Linked DNA regions of Anas platyrhynchos: region 1 is linked to region 2. Evidence: chromatin contacts called from public Hi-C data. All regions are on one chromosome and are shown on one strand. The core of a region is the stretch at or near the end of the contact, and the rest is flanking DNA. Distances in the headings are between cores, read along the strand shown. Region 1 overlaps GPC1 (glypican 1). Region 2 overlaps LOC101803486 (glypican-5).

What was found. Hi-C and Micro-C count contacts between places; a contact is called where the count stands out from the background.
Region 1: a Hi-C map of subcutaneous adipose tissue shows a contact between it and region 2, with 2.5 times the contacts expected there. The contact joins two enhancer-like sites. A contact is called at or near these places in 2 of 8 Hi-C or Micro-C datasets (liver and subcutaneous adipose tissue).

What each region holds. Positions count from the first base shown.
Region 1 is chr9:13,843,125-13,850,744 of IASCAAS_PekinDuck_T2T, reverse strand. It overlaps GPC1 (glypican 1), which reads right to left. Exons shown (of 13, transcript XM_072042424.1): 8 at 1,059-1,224. LOC140003183 (a long non-coding RNA gene) reads left to right here. Exons shown (of 3, transcript XR_011811336.1): 2 at 3,351-3,393; 3 at 4,401-4,539. Among named protein-coding and RNA genes, the nearest start is that of DUSP28, 20 kb to the left of the region's middle. Within about 2 kb of position 2,619, at least 1 of the 8 cell types and tissues checked has an H3K27ac peak or open chromatin away from gene starts, as enhancers often do. A contact at or near this core is called in subcutaneous adipose tissue, where this site is marked.
Region 2 is chr9:13,403,390-13,410,338 of IASCAAS_PekinDuck_T2T, reverse strand. All of the region lies in intron 7 of LOC101803486 (glypican-5), which reads right to left. Among named protein-coding and RNA genes, the nearest start is that of TRNAI-AAU, 150 kb to the right of the region's middle. Within about 2 kb of position 2,793, at least 1 of the 8 cell types and tissues checked has an H3K27ac peak or open chromatin away from gene starts, as enhancers often do. A contact at or near this core is called in subcutaneous adipose tissue, where this site is marked.

The DNA of each region.
Region 1 (7,620 bases), core at 1,370-3,869, 440 kb before region 2:
CCGGAGTACGCGCCCTGGCCTCTGTTTGCAGCAGTTTGATCTTTAGCGTGCAGTGTCCCTGGAGAGGCAGGTGACACTCCTTGAGCTTCAGCGGGACTCTTCCTGTCAGCACCACCACACCTCAGTCCCCAGCCTGCCCACGGGGTTGCAGCTGGCTAGTGGAGCTGGCGTCCCGACGGCCTGGCAGTGGGCACCAAAAAGGGGAAAGGCCAAGCCCGAAGCTGATCTGCCCTGCTGCTGCCTCCTGTGAGCCCAGACCGTCACACCAAGGCTCCCTTGGTCTCAGATCACTCCGGGTCAAAATGTATAACCTGGGAGAGAAATGGGAACTTTCTGGGCACACAAGGAGCAGTGAGAGCACTGCAACTGTGTTGCACAGGAGATCAGATCACAGCAGCACAGTGATATTTCTGCCTTTAAACTCAATGAAATGGACACCTCTATACACATACAACCCACCGAGCTGTGTGACCAAACAGAAGAGAAATGAGCTCTTTTCTCATTTAAAATACAAGTCTAATTTTCCCATTCCTCATGTGACCTTAGCCCCTCCTTCCCATGCACATAAGAGGCCTCTTTCCATTTAGCAGTAATTCTGATCCCTTTGCTCTCCACCCATGGAAAAAGTTTATGGCTTCACGTTTCCAGACGACCTCCCAGAGAGGGCTGCCCAGAGCTTCCCATGTGCTCTCACAAATGGTCTTGTATGGATGAGGAGGCAGCTCGGACAGTGTGGCAGCAGGACGTGTCCCTGAGCCTCACAATTTGGGAGGGAAGGACAAATTAGTTGAATGCTGCCTGTAGGCAACCCCTAACAAAGAGAAGATGAAACTGCCTGAGCCCTTTGGTAGCCATACCAATGTCACTTTCTGACGGTCTTAAAGTCCAGCAAAATGTCCTGCAATAGCTTCTAGACTTTGGATCATGGGCAGAGAAACAGAAGTGTAAAAGCCTCCTTGAGTGCTTCCAATGGCCCTTTCTTTTCTTGGCAAACGCTACCTCAGAGAGTTCAAAAGGTGCCACCAGAGGTGGCTGTGCTGTGGCTAAGGCCTTCTTACCCATCAGGTACTTCCACTCGGTGTTGAGGTCCGCCTGGTTGGCCAGGCAGCCCTTCACGACGTTCAGGCAGTAGTTGTTGCACGGCTTCACGCTGGACATGCCCCGGCAGTGCGGGCAGTACATCAGCTTCATGATGGCGCGGGTGCACTCGTGGCTGAGGGATACCTGGGGGAGACGAATCACAGTCAGAAACACCGGCAGGCGAGGGGGGGAAGGTGCTGCTCCAAAAGGCAGCGTGGCTTCCCATGTGTGTGGCCTGGGAAGGCTGAGTCCCCTCTCACCACCTCTTCTTCCCCCCACCCTCCCTCGGTGTCACCCCTCACTGGAGGGATAGGACCTCAGAGTCCTGTTGGGGAAAAACAGGGAAAAACTGTAAGTGGGAACCATCATTCTTCACCGTACCAGGAAAAAACTGTCAATTAGGCACCAACCCCCTTCCAGGCCAGGCTTGCCCCCCAGCAGACAAAAAGGGAACAAGCACAAGCCTGAAACCAAAGAGCCCCTTCAGCGTCATCACCATGGCTGAGGGACACAGGGCTCGGCAGCACTCGGCCCCAGCATGCCATCACACCACGTTTAAAGGCTGAGCATTGTGGTGGCGAGGTCAGGCTTGTGCTAACTGAGCCCATCCCTCCTGGCGTCGTGACCACAGGCTCTGGCCGTGTGACCCTGCCACATGCCCGGCACGAGCCGTGCCCTCCCTGCAGGATGGATGCTGCTGCAGGTGCAGGTGACCCACCACAAACCGCAGCTCCGGGCTGCTGGGGGAAGCACAGCAGGGGCCAGGACGTGAAAAGTTCTCAGCTGGCACCTTTGGTAAGGAGGATGGTGTTGGAGAAAGATTTGAACAATTGCAAAACCATGGGGAATTTTGGAACTGCCTGCTGTTGAGAGCACTCGACACTGGAGAGAGATTGCTCTCTGGAAGCATCTGAGGAGCTGCAGGAGCCGGTGAAGTGAGCCAGACGCACGGTGTGAGCAGCTTGTAGAGCCTGCACGTGCAGCCGATGCTCTTCAGGGGTAACTCTGGGGGTGGCTGCTGCTGCAGGGCTGGAAACAGCCCCTGACTTCCTCACTAATTGTGACAGATACTCAAACACAGCCTGTCAAGCTTCTGGAAGAAGAAATTCTGGGAAGAAAAATCCAGTTCCTAGGCTGACAGAGAAACCCCTGCAGAGTTCCCCCTCCCCTCAGCTGCCTGCGGTGCAGCACCTCACCTCCAGCCAGCCTCGGACGAGAGAGGTGGCGTGGTGCTGGGCTTTTGTCTGGCAGGAATGCACTAAGAGAGCCTCGTGGGGACATTTTAGGACCAGGATAAGACTTTCTGGGTCTCGCAGAGAGAACCCACACTCGGAACACTTCACCACCAGCACGCACCCTGAGACGCTTTGTGCTGAACACAGCACCCCTCCTGCGCGGCCTGACGGAAACACCAAGCGAGCCTAGGCCGTGCTCTGCTTTCCGGGAGCGCTTTCTGCTGCGTTTCTGGGCCAGTTCCCACCGGCAGCTGGCGGTGGCTGCGGTGCGGCCGTGCTGCCAGGAGATGGAGGCTTCGTCCCACAGAAGCCAGCAGGGCCGCATGCATCGCAGCCAGCACTGAGCGAGGAGGCAGCACCAAGGCCCCGAGCTGCGCGGGGACAGCCGGGCAGAGGGACAGGAGAACAGAACAAGTCTCAGGGCTGTTCTTGGCTCAGGGTGTAAATAGCCATGACTGAACAGTACCCAAAAAGGCAGCAGGTATGAACGCACTGACTGCTAACACACTCACTGGTGAAGACCTTCCGAAAGCAGAATGTTTACATATAAAGCAGGAGGTGCAGCTAGGAAAGGAGCTGCAAGCTCTCCTTCCGCAGGAGGATGTGATGTGCAGGAGGCTGACCCACTTGGGCTTGGAAGCAGGACAGTGGGGTTGCCCGCTGCCCGCCCAGGATTCCCCTCTGGGCAGGTGAAGGCTGGCTGTCCAGCAGTGGAGAGGAAAGCCACCAATATTTAGAAAACAAAGCTACTCAGTGCCTGGCCACATCCCATGGAGGACCTAGAGAGAGACAAGTGACAGATCTTGGCTCAGAAAAGCATCTACATCACGCTTGGCTTTAAAGCCCTGTGTAAACCCAGCAGCTGTACTGGTGCTGCTCACATGAATGCAGTGAGGCTGTACCGAAACGAAGTGTGCAGTGCACCCAGCAGGCTTTTCACTGGCATTTCTGCTTGCAGGATTTACTCTTTTATTCATTTATCTATTTATTTATTTATTTTATTTATTTATTATTTATTTTTTCCCAACAAAACAGAGAGGACCTTTGCAACTGGAGGGCAGTGCTACCTCGTCCACTGGTGAGTGCCATGGGAGGCCCAGTAATTAACCAGGGTCACCCGAGCCCTGCCATTATCCGAAGGGCCTGCCTGTCACTGTGCCAAAGTGGCTTTGCCTCCTTGAGGACAGGGGAGGGCCACACTGCTCTGGGCGTGGTTGAGGTGGCTCCATCCCTGCAGCCTTTTCCCCTGGGCCGAACAGGCCACATGTCGGCACAACTGCTGCTCTGCTGAACCTGGCAGGGGCCAAGTGTTCAACTTAACCTCGTGGCAGAAACAATAAGTGTCAATTTTTGCAGGTGGAAGAGGCCAGGCTCCATGCCCTTTCTCCAAAGAATTACTCAAGCCACCTATGCTTGCAGCAGCTCTCCTTTTTCATAGGCGGACTGCAGAGGTGAACTGAAAACAAAGGGATGAGAGAGGGCACAAGGAGGAATTTCAGCGAGCATTTCCAGCATGTTTCACTTGGCTGGAGCTCAGCTCCGCATCATTCCCCACAGCCCAGCCCATGGACTTTTGCTCCACACAGAGCAGAGGAGAGGGAGGGGATGGGGCTCCCAGAGCTCCTCCTGGCACTGACCCTGCACCGTCCCTCTGTGGGTCTTGGAGCATGTTTTGGAATAGAGCCCTGCACAGCTCTTTAGTCCCTGTTGAAGCAAACTCCCATTTTTTTTTCAGGTAGCACCTCACCCACAACACACACAAGTACAGCTGCCCTGATAGAGACCTTCCAGGGAAGGGTGGGTATTAATTTCCCTTGGCCACTGCTACCAAAGCGTTGCTAGTTCAGCTGATGTGCTCTTGGAGAGCTGGAATGGAAAGCCCCTTGGTGTAGCATGCCCAAAGGGCTTCTCTGGTCTTGCCCCTTTGCCCTAACCAAGAGCCCGTTCACCTTTCCCTGCAACTGCTACAGAGCAGCACAGACAAAGGAGCCAACACAACAGGAGGAAAAAATCCAAAATAAAGGACCCCACCCACCAACACCCTCATACTCTAAGACACTCCCTTGTTCTGTTTTTTTCCTACAGCCTTCAAAAGGCCCTAAAACATTCTGACCACCCCCCTGCTCAGCAGCTAACAACCTGCCCCGCAATAACTGATGGATCAATCAGCGACGTCCTTTGTGCAGCACAGGTGGCCTGGAAGCAGCAGCGTGCGAACTCTTGCAGATGAAGTGAAAGCTAACATCGTGTGTTCATCGTTAATGATCTGGCACAGCGTGATGACAGGACATGACAGCAATTGCTTTCTCTGAGTACTATCGGTCTGGCCCAGCCTGTGACTTCTGGGGGTGCCTGACTGAGCTCCCACCAGGGCCGCTGTCACTATAAGGGGGCTTTCATTAGGGCGCTTTGGGAAACACCAAGTCGTCAGGACTCAAACTTTCCCTAATAGCAGCTGACAAGTCAGGCAGGAAAACCAGCAATGCCACCTTGGTGCAAGCCCAGCCCTGACATCCCTCCCTCATCTCACAGCTGGCAGAAGGGCTTGCACGGCTCTGCTCCCTGCCTGGCCACAGCACGGAGCTGCAGAGGATGCTGCTCCGTGTAACTTAGAATCAGAGAAGAATCAAAGAGGGACTCTTCGGGGTCAGTGGTGGATGTTTTCCTTAAGTTTCCTGGTGGGAAGCCCTAATTAAAAGACCTGCTTATAAATTGGCTAAAACACATGATGCCTGCAAACAAAATGCAAGTGTAAGTTGACCACCTACTCCTACCAAGAATCAGCTGAGAGGCCCAACGTCTTACATCTTTGTGGTGCCATTACTCAAACTGTTCACCTCCACAGAAACCAGGCCCACCCACAGCAGCTTAAGGCAGTCCACCCAGCTGGCCCCAGGCAGCCAGGATCCCACCTCCTGCATCTTCTGATTCATGACAGTGCGTTTACTAAACATGCTGCACATCCTGATATACACGTATTAGAGCTCATCTTACACAGACATGATTTCCAACTACAGGGTTTCAGTAACAACCTTCCTTCTCCATGCTGACATGGCTCTCCTTTAGCTTCAGTGGCACCTATAGTCCCGTCTTAGGTCAGTGACCTAGAAACTGCATAAAGATGTCAGGAAGAAATGCACAATACATTTGAGAAGCCATTTACCAAGGACCTGAAAAAAGAACATTACTGAGAGAGATGGCTTGGAGCCAGGGCACTCCTCATTCAGTTGTCAGAGATATAAATAAATATGCCAAACAAAGCTAAGCCCAACTTAAAAATACATTTTTCCTATGTCATTGCTCAGTTAAAATCTGTGTACTGTATTCTGATCCCAGTGACATCAGTGGGTGCAGTTCCTGAAAGCCTAAGCCCAGTGATGAAGTGATAAGGAAAAATAATATAATTTCTAAGAAATACCCAAAATGGGGGACAACTTGGTATTGAGCAATGACTCATTTTAATTAAAGCTACTTTACAGCTGGGGATACAGTAGTTGATTTGAGTAGCAATGAGCTAATGCGACGGGAACAGGTGGCTGCTTCATAAAAAGCACCGTTTCACCATCGGCACTGACATTTCAAGGAGCTTGTCATCAGGTATTATCCTGTGACTGCGGCTCGCATTGAGAGCCCAGCTCTGTGCTTTTCCATGGCTACTTTCCAAAGCCTGATGTGCCCATGCGTGGTAGATGGAGCCACCCGAGCAGATGTGAATTGCCAGAGGCAAGCACTTCACCAGAGCACAAAATCTCCGCAGAATCCCTCGTATCATGTCTGGGGTGGGAGGGGAGCTCGCGGGTTTGCACGGCTCGTGGCACCACCAAACGGCGCAGCCGCTGAGCTGGGACTCACCGCGCGACTGTTCGGCACCGGCGCTTGCGGAAGAGCCAGCAGGGAATGAGCACATGTGGAGATAATACGACAGAAAATTGAGAACGCGTCGTCCTCAGCATTCAAAGTGGCATTTGTTTCCCTCATTTTTCCTCCTCCTGAGCAATGTTTAAATCAATTACAGCAAAATTAATGACTTTTGCAAGCAATTTGTTGAGAGGATAGGCTGGGGGATTAGTCCCAGGCTGGGTTCCCTGCAACCACAACAGACAATTTAGAAAACATTCAGCCTGGAAGGCTCCTGACCAAAAAGGCCCCTGCCAGGTAGTTTACTAATATGCTTCCAAGGCAGAGAATCACAGAAATGCAGGGAGCTGAGGGACGAGCAGTCACCTACTCTGTCTCCTGGCACTGAGACATGCTTAAGGAGAACTGAGCTGTCCTTACTATTATCTAAAACATGTATTCAGGATAAACTTTCTGAAGGGAAGACGCAGGTGAGGCGAAACTACTTGTAGAATGGGAGAAAGAGCTCAACCACGTGAGGCTCTCCTGCATCAACACTGGAGGCACCGAAAACACCTGAATGCAGACAGCTCTTGGATCTGCCAAGGCCTTGGTCTCCATGGGATGCACAACTGGGAAGCACTCTGGCTGCAATGGCTAGATTTTTCCAGAGCATAGGAAAAAGCCTTCTTATCCTTCCTCTGAGCCTTTAAAGAATGTCTCAAACTTGTGTTTTTCATGTTCAGTCCAAGTCCCCCATCTTTGCACAAATACACATGCTCATACATACTAAAAGCATGTTTTACAGAGCCACGGGATACTCCTCTTGGAACCCCACCATCATCTGTTCTTTTCCCAGTGAATCACCCACCCAGGTTATCTGTTCATTTTCCAAACAACATCCCCTGGTTTGTAGATATCTCAGTGTAAGGTTTGGTGCAAGCCACATGGGGTGTGAAAGCACGGCGCAATTCCTCCTGGCACGGAACTGGACTGCTCTAAAACTATCACAGTGGAAGGCTTTTTTCACCCTTAGTAACTGGAGCCTCATAGGACAGGTCACAGAGAAGAACAGAGAGATGCAAAGAAAACCCATGTTTTCTGCTGTTACCTTAATGCCTATGGCTTGGAAAATATTTGAGGGTAACACCCTCACAGAAGGGCCTGTGAAAGTAGTGATAGAAGCCTTAAATATTAATGCATTACCATGTCTTTCTTTTTTAGCTAAAAGCTGCTACACCTTCAATCCAAAACACATTTCTTTATTCAAGCCAATTCTTTTCTGTGAAGGTCCAAAGAACTAAGAACTAGAAAGACCGAAGAACTAAGTTTGGGATGCAGAGCAGATGGCCCCGGGCACCAGTGACAACGAGGTGCTGGTGCCGGGACAAGCTCTGTATCATCACATCCAGGGGTTTTAGGGGTCTTTGGATCGAGCACTGATCCTCCCTCCCACTCCCCAGCTTTC
Region 2 (6,949 bases), core at 1,544-4,043:
GAGTCTGCTGCTGCCCCGGCCAGCTCTTTCCATCCTTGTCATTAAAAGTGACCAACAGGCAGATAGGCAGTGGTTCACCTCTGAGCAGCTAGCTTCCCAAGCGGCTCTCCTTGGAAAAATGCCTTTATTGTACTTGTCATTTCTGTCACAGTTTAGAAAACCTGGATTATGGTCATTGAACACCTTGGCTGAGAGGTCTCCAAGAAAGGAATGGTCAGTCCTTGACACTGTTCTCGAAGAACTACATCATCTTGCTCTAAGTAGTCACAAGAAATTAAACACTTTATTTAGAAAGAAATACACCTTAATAAATTTACTGTCAGGTAACCAGCAGCCAGGAGGGGCTAAAAAAAAAGTTTGCAGTTTTTTTTTTTTTATTTGTCTTATAGTTCAGCTCATTTCTACCTAACCATCTTGAATATCAGTGTGTAAGCACTTTATAGAATTAAATCTTTGAAGATTTCATGACTATAACGTTCATTCAGTTAGTGTGATACGTTAGGTCCTCCTGCAACCAGCACCATTAAATTGATATACTCCTTGTTTATAAAAATGGTTTCTGTAAGGCCTCTGCTCATTGCAGAGCTACAGGAAGGGGAGCTCGATTCCACTGAGCAGCTGACAAAAGCCTTCTCTAACAATTAACGTCCTGAGTGTGCACTGTGTAAGGGGCCATTCTGGGAACTCTTTCATAGCTCCAGATTTTTCCAAGCCTTGGCATGCAGCACTGGAGGCTTCTGGATGACTGTTGGAAGTCACATCTGTCAACTTGCTGGCTAACCTGAAAATTAGTGGGGCTTGTTTGCTTGCTTTTAAGGGAAGAAAAAAACATAATTTACGCCAGTGTACAGCAGGAGGAATTCTACTGATGTCAGTGGAGTTATACTAGTGTAAAACGTGGATACATCACATGAGAATTAGACCCTTTGTGCACAAAGAAAACATTTCTTGTGTTCTTAATGATCAACTGAACACAACTAGAAAAATATTTTCCAAGAAAAAGATTTATCTGTTTAAAAATACCTACATAAAGGGTTCATTTTGAAACGATTAAGTAACTGCCAACAGACTACAAGAAAGCTCAAATCTAGCACATAATGAGCTTAGCTGCCCTGAAGATTTTGTGAAGCAGAACTGACACGATGTGAATATCCCCTCTGCCAGAACTATTCTAATGGGCTTCAGTGGAAGTTTCATAAATAATCTTGTTTATTAGTAATTATGGGAAATGATGAGACAAATGCTGTTTGCTAATGGGCTAATTCCCCCAAAAAAATCACAAAGCCGAAGAGCATTTATATTTCTTCTACACGACAAACAGAAGACCTCCTGCACTCGGGATTATAAGGGCAATTTTAAGACTGCAGGTACAAAAAGAAGTTACTAGGGTTTCAGATGACTACATGATGCAACCCCATGAACACATGGAAAATCACAGTGAAGAGCAACTTGATGATGGAGTGAGTGTACATGTAAAAGATCTTACCAATAAAACATGGTTTCATCAGGTTTTCCAGAAGCATGCTGAGTTGCAAAGAACACATGTAAAATGCCTGGAAAGTGCTGTAGAGAAGTTATTACAGATTGTAGGTGAAACAGCCTACTTTCTTTTCCTACATATACAAAAAGTTAACACTACCTTCAAGGCACACTGAAAGCACCAAAGAACTTTGTAGAAGTTAACTGGACAGCCTTTATTGCATTGAGGGAAGGGAAATAAGTACTTTTCTGGACTAACATCAGATAGGAAGGCTCTTCAGCTTAAAGTGGAATAACCTTTACAGGACATGCAAATGTCATTCTTTACTCATCAAAGCAAAAATAAGCCATGATAATGATAGAAAACCAAAAGGTGATAAGCTAATTAGGAACTGGCAGCATAGAGATCAATCCCCATTAAATGAATTTGAGAAACAGAACAGAAAATAGCACAACAAACAAACAGTACACAGTTATCAAAATAACATCTTTGACCATTCCTAGCAGAAAAAGTAAAGCTGAAAAATTTTTTTTCACTAACTCCTGGGCCAGGGGAGAGCATTCTTGAAGTACAAGCAGGAGACTGGAGCTAAATCTTGACAGAGAACCTGATTCTGCAGAAAGCACACGGGAGCACGACTGCCTAACTTTTTAACTTGAGAGATGGAAGACTCATGGAAAACCAGACTGACTCAGCATAAAAGAAAATACAGTCTTGAGAGAGGAGAGGACTTGAACTCTTTGAAAAAAAAATAAAAATAAAAGCAGACTAGCAATAAACCTCATGGCAGCAGAGAAAGAATGAGAATCAAGCAGGAGCTCATAACATAATATTTGGTTGATGGGTCTTTTGGCAGGCAAAGGTGGCAAAGATCCAATTCCCTTTATGGAAAAATCCGGGTTCTGATACTTAAATATCAGGCTTGACATATCCTAGTATACAATAGGATATTTTATGATCTGATCACAGATTTTTTTAGGAAGCAAAAAGGGGAACATCCTAATTTGTACAGTATCAGACAGATGTCACAGGGAGAAGACCTTGCCTGTGGCTCATTAAAAGCAAAGCAAAACAAAACATAACAAAAAGACATTAATGCTAAGAGGTCAAAATTCCAGCTTTCCTCAGGAGTCAGTTTCTCCAAATACACTTAGATACACATGGCAGATTAATGAACGGCTGACGATAACGAACACACAAGCTGCAGCTCTGGGTGAAGGCAGCGCGGGGCCTGATCTCTGACCCCAGCAGGCTGGGCTGGAGCCCCCTGCCCTCAGCAGCCCTGCAGCTCCTGGCGGCTGGCAGCCCTCCCGCGGCAGCACGTGGCACGTGGCCGCCTGCTTCCATGGCCCGAGCTGCTGCTGAGCCAGCAGGGCAGTGTGGCTGCTGCTGCTGACAATCACTGCCGCAATTTCAAGTTTCTCGTCTTTGTTTTTAATGATTGCTGCAACCGTGCTCCCCGTGTCTACTTCCACATCCCTTTACCTGCCCTGCTGATTAAGCCAACGTGGAGCCAGCTTTGTTTACTTTCTAAACCCCGTTCTTCTCTCCTATGCCAGCCTGAAGCACCTCCTCAGGCTGCTCTTTCTGGTGGCTCTCTGCCTACCTCCCCATCTCCCTCACTGCCTGCCTCTATTGCAGCATCAGCAAAGCCGGCAGCTGCTGCCAAAGCTGGCACAGAAACGGCATTTAGCTGGTACTTAGTGGACACAGGGAGTAGATCAGGTATGTCACTACTAGAGAGAAGGTGTTTTAGCTTTAAACCTGTACAACTCTTACTCACAGCAGCAAAAACAAAAAGGAAGTAATCGTGAGGCTAGGTTTGACCTAGGAGCACCTCTGTCCCTGGGAGGGACCCGGAGGGACCCACCCTTGCTGAGGCAGCCAAGTCATTAAATGTTAAACCCAGTGCCTATCAGACCTTACATCTACCTTCAAACCTATCCCCAGCTGCAATCCTTTCCCTTCCTACCTCATGTGAAGGAGGCATTTGGGTTGTGCAGACCCATACTCTCCTCTAAGCATGTCTTCAGAGACCTGATACAGGGCAGGTGAGACTTACTCTTCTTGATCAGGTCTTTCTGACCTGGTCTTAATTCCCCCGTAGCAGGTGTTTGGCTCTTTAGCCACAGATGGGATGGAAGAATAACTGGTCCCTTCTGGCCTGCAGGAGTGTGAGGTCACACTTCCAATCCTTTTGTATTTCCAGGTTAAAAATGTTGTGATTAAGATGGCAGCACTACATTTTAGGTAAGTAAATAAGAGGCCTTCGTACTGTATAGAAAAAGATCAGACCACTGAAGACTTCCAAATCTCCTGACTCATAGTTTTTAAGCTCCTTCACTTTTGCTTAATCTTCTCCACCAGCAAGACAGCTGAATTCATCATTCCAAAGCACCAAAGCTTTATTCTGCACAGAGGAAGAAGTATTTTATTGCAGAAACTCTAAGAGCTACCTGTACAGCTCACCGGCAGATTTATAGATTTCATCCAACTCCTTCCCCTTCTGCAACTGCCTAACTGGCACAGATGAGGACAATCAACATTTATTGTTCCCTAAACAGCAAAACACCAACTGACAAAATGATCTCAGCATGTATTGCTGTCAGTGGGTGAGAGCTATGGGCACCAGATCAGTCTTAGCTTAATTACAGTTATCCCAAAGGCACCCTTGTTGCTAGAATTCCTTAGGGACGCACCAAATCCTCTGCCATACCAGTATCACGGGGTCTGTTGTGAACACACACTTTTTCAGTGCCACCTTCATGGTTTGCAAACAGTTTAGGGAGGCAGAAGTTTAAACTGTTGCTAGCTTATATCTAACTAAAAGGTCAGTGCAGTAGTTCGGTATTCTAGCAAAAATCATCATTTTGATCCCTCTTGAAAATACTGCAGAAAAAACTAGTGATAGCAGAGGGCAAGTATGGTTTAAATCTGGAGATCAAAGGGTCTCAGCACTTGCCCAAGAAAAGTGTTCACCTAGGTCAAGGCTGAAAAGCTCAGGAGTAATGTGGGAAACTGAGCTGCCTCAATTCATGTTTTTGTCGTTAAATACAAAGCATTGTTTTCCTTGCTTGTCTGGTACTTCTCACAAAAATAACTGCACTGGAAGAGAGGTCAAATGTAAAAAGATTTTCCTGTCATCACGAATTTGAAAAAGAGAATATTTATACAAAAATCAATTTACTTGACCTATACTGTTCAATTCTTCTGCTAATGCTGTTGAAGACTTATGTCTGGTTAAAACTGTTCCCTTCCACAACTTAGCTTCTCTTCTACTTGATTTTGCAGTAAGGTCACAATCCTGCCTTCATGATTTTATACTCTGTTTCTAAAAACAGCAACACAAATTCAACACAAGTTTACTGTGGGATTAACTACATCAAGGACCAAATTGTTGGGGTTGTTGGGGACAACATCTAAACACATACTCCACAAAGCAGTGGGTGGAAGAATACCTATGAAGGAAAAAGAGGACAGGGAATCCTATTTCCCTGCTGTAAATGCCCTCCTCATGAAAATCAATGTGCCACAAAGGCTTTTGCCATAAACAAATCCAGTTCAATCCATGTGAAACATGACCCCCTTTTTGATAACCACTTGTAAGATGGATGATAGTAAGCAGAAGGATTAACCAGTTTAGTGGGATTTTTCTGTAGAGTTTGGACTTTTTTTTTGCACAGATTCCCCTTCTTTACACCCCCTACAAGAGCTCCAATGCTTTTGTGTTAAATACAGTAAAAATCCTTAGTATAAAATTCCAAAGTAGAGGAACACAAAGCAGATCACGAGACTCACTAATAGGCAAACTCAAATGCCCTTGCCATCATACATATACACGTATGGTCACAAATACACGGCTTTCACTTTTTAGTTCAGAGAGGCAGACTACTGTAAGCAGAAAAATAAATAGACCGAGTAACGTAACACAGAAAGAAGTAACCCTAACACAGCATTATGCCAAACGTAACAGATCAATTATGCCAGACCCAGTACAGGGACTCAACGCAGCCCTCATCTACATAATGCCCACGTGCACCTGACTTTTTGCTTGTACATATCATCACAAGTAACCTGTGGAGGAAGAACATGGTATTATTTTCTATTTACATTTAGAGGATGAATTTATGGAACCGTCAGCAGAGATCCTAAAAGGACCCTGTTCTATCTAGTTCCCATTGATCATCTAGGCCTGAACAACTTTGTATTATACCTGGAGGGTATTAATGAGCAAGGAATCAAATGCAGCTCTCCCACAATCACCCACGCACTGCATCCTTCGTCCTTCTTGATCCTCCACAGCTCCTAACAACAGGAATAAAGGCACACTGATCCGATCAGCCTGTCACCAGCTGCATTGCTGGAATACTCTGGGTACAGGGGCTCACTACAACTTTCTTCTTGGCACTCTCGCTACCTTGGAATGAATGCAGAATTCATGGCTGCACTCCCAGCACAAGGCTAAGGAGACGCTTGCCATGGTCAGGACATACCCACCAGCTAGGCTGGCATGGCTAAGGAGAGATGAATCCCCAATAGTCCGCAGGAGGCCTTACAAGGAGCCTTTTAATGAATGCTCCACAGGGAAGACACATGAGCACCTAACTGCATGGCCGCAGCAGTTTTCACAGCAAGGCTGACAGCAAGGGTTTGGACCCATTGAGCAGCATGTCCTTTTTTTCTGTGGATTTAAGGTGCCACACGAAGTACTTCAGAGCTCACGTGTGACCATCCTTGGTTAAAAAAGGAGCTGATAGCTTCTGGTGGTTGCCATGGGCCTGGCAGACAGAGTTGTTGCCTCCACCTCAACAGCTGCCCTGAACTCTGTATTTTTTTCAACAGAGCTTCTGCACACCACACATGCTGGAGCTGGCACCACACAGCCAGGGAAATATGTACTTGCCCCTGCTTGGCCACAAGGAAAGGCTACAGATATCTGGAGAAAAAAAAAAAAAAAAAACACAACATGAGGACTGACTGTTTTCCTGCTCAAATCAGCAAAAGAAAAGACGGGAAGTCTCCCTCTCTCTTTTTAGATGCGTATGGTATTGAAGAACACAGAGAACCAAAGTCATTTTGAACACAAGACAAAAGGAATGAGAAAATAGCAGGCAGTTTGTTGTGGCACAGCCATCAGCTACAAAGCACCACTTGTTATCTATGTGCTAAAAATATGATGATGATTAATAGCAAGGACGAAGGAAAAAAACAAATAATACACGGAAGAATAAATGATGTAACAATGTTTAAAAAAAATAGGGTACATGTGACATTTCAACATTTACAATAGGATCTGAAAAAGCCTCAGCTGTCTATAGCATCATTCATCTTTGAGGTATCCTACAGAACTTTGTAAAGAGGCGGGCTGGGCTGGTACTGCTGCGGCTGGCAGAGCAAGAAACAGACATTAGTCACTAGAAACAGCCCACAAACAAGTATTGGGGCTGGGTTTGCAGTACGAGGAAAAAC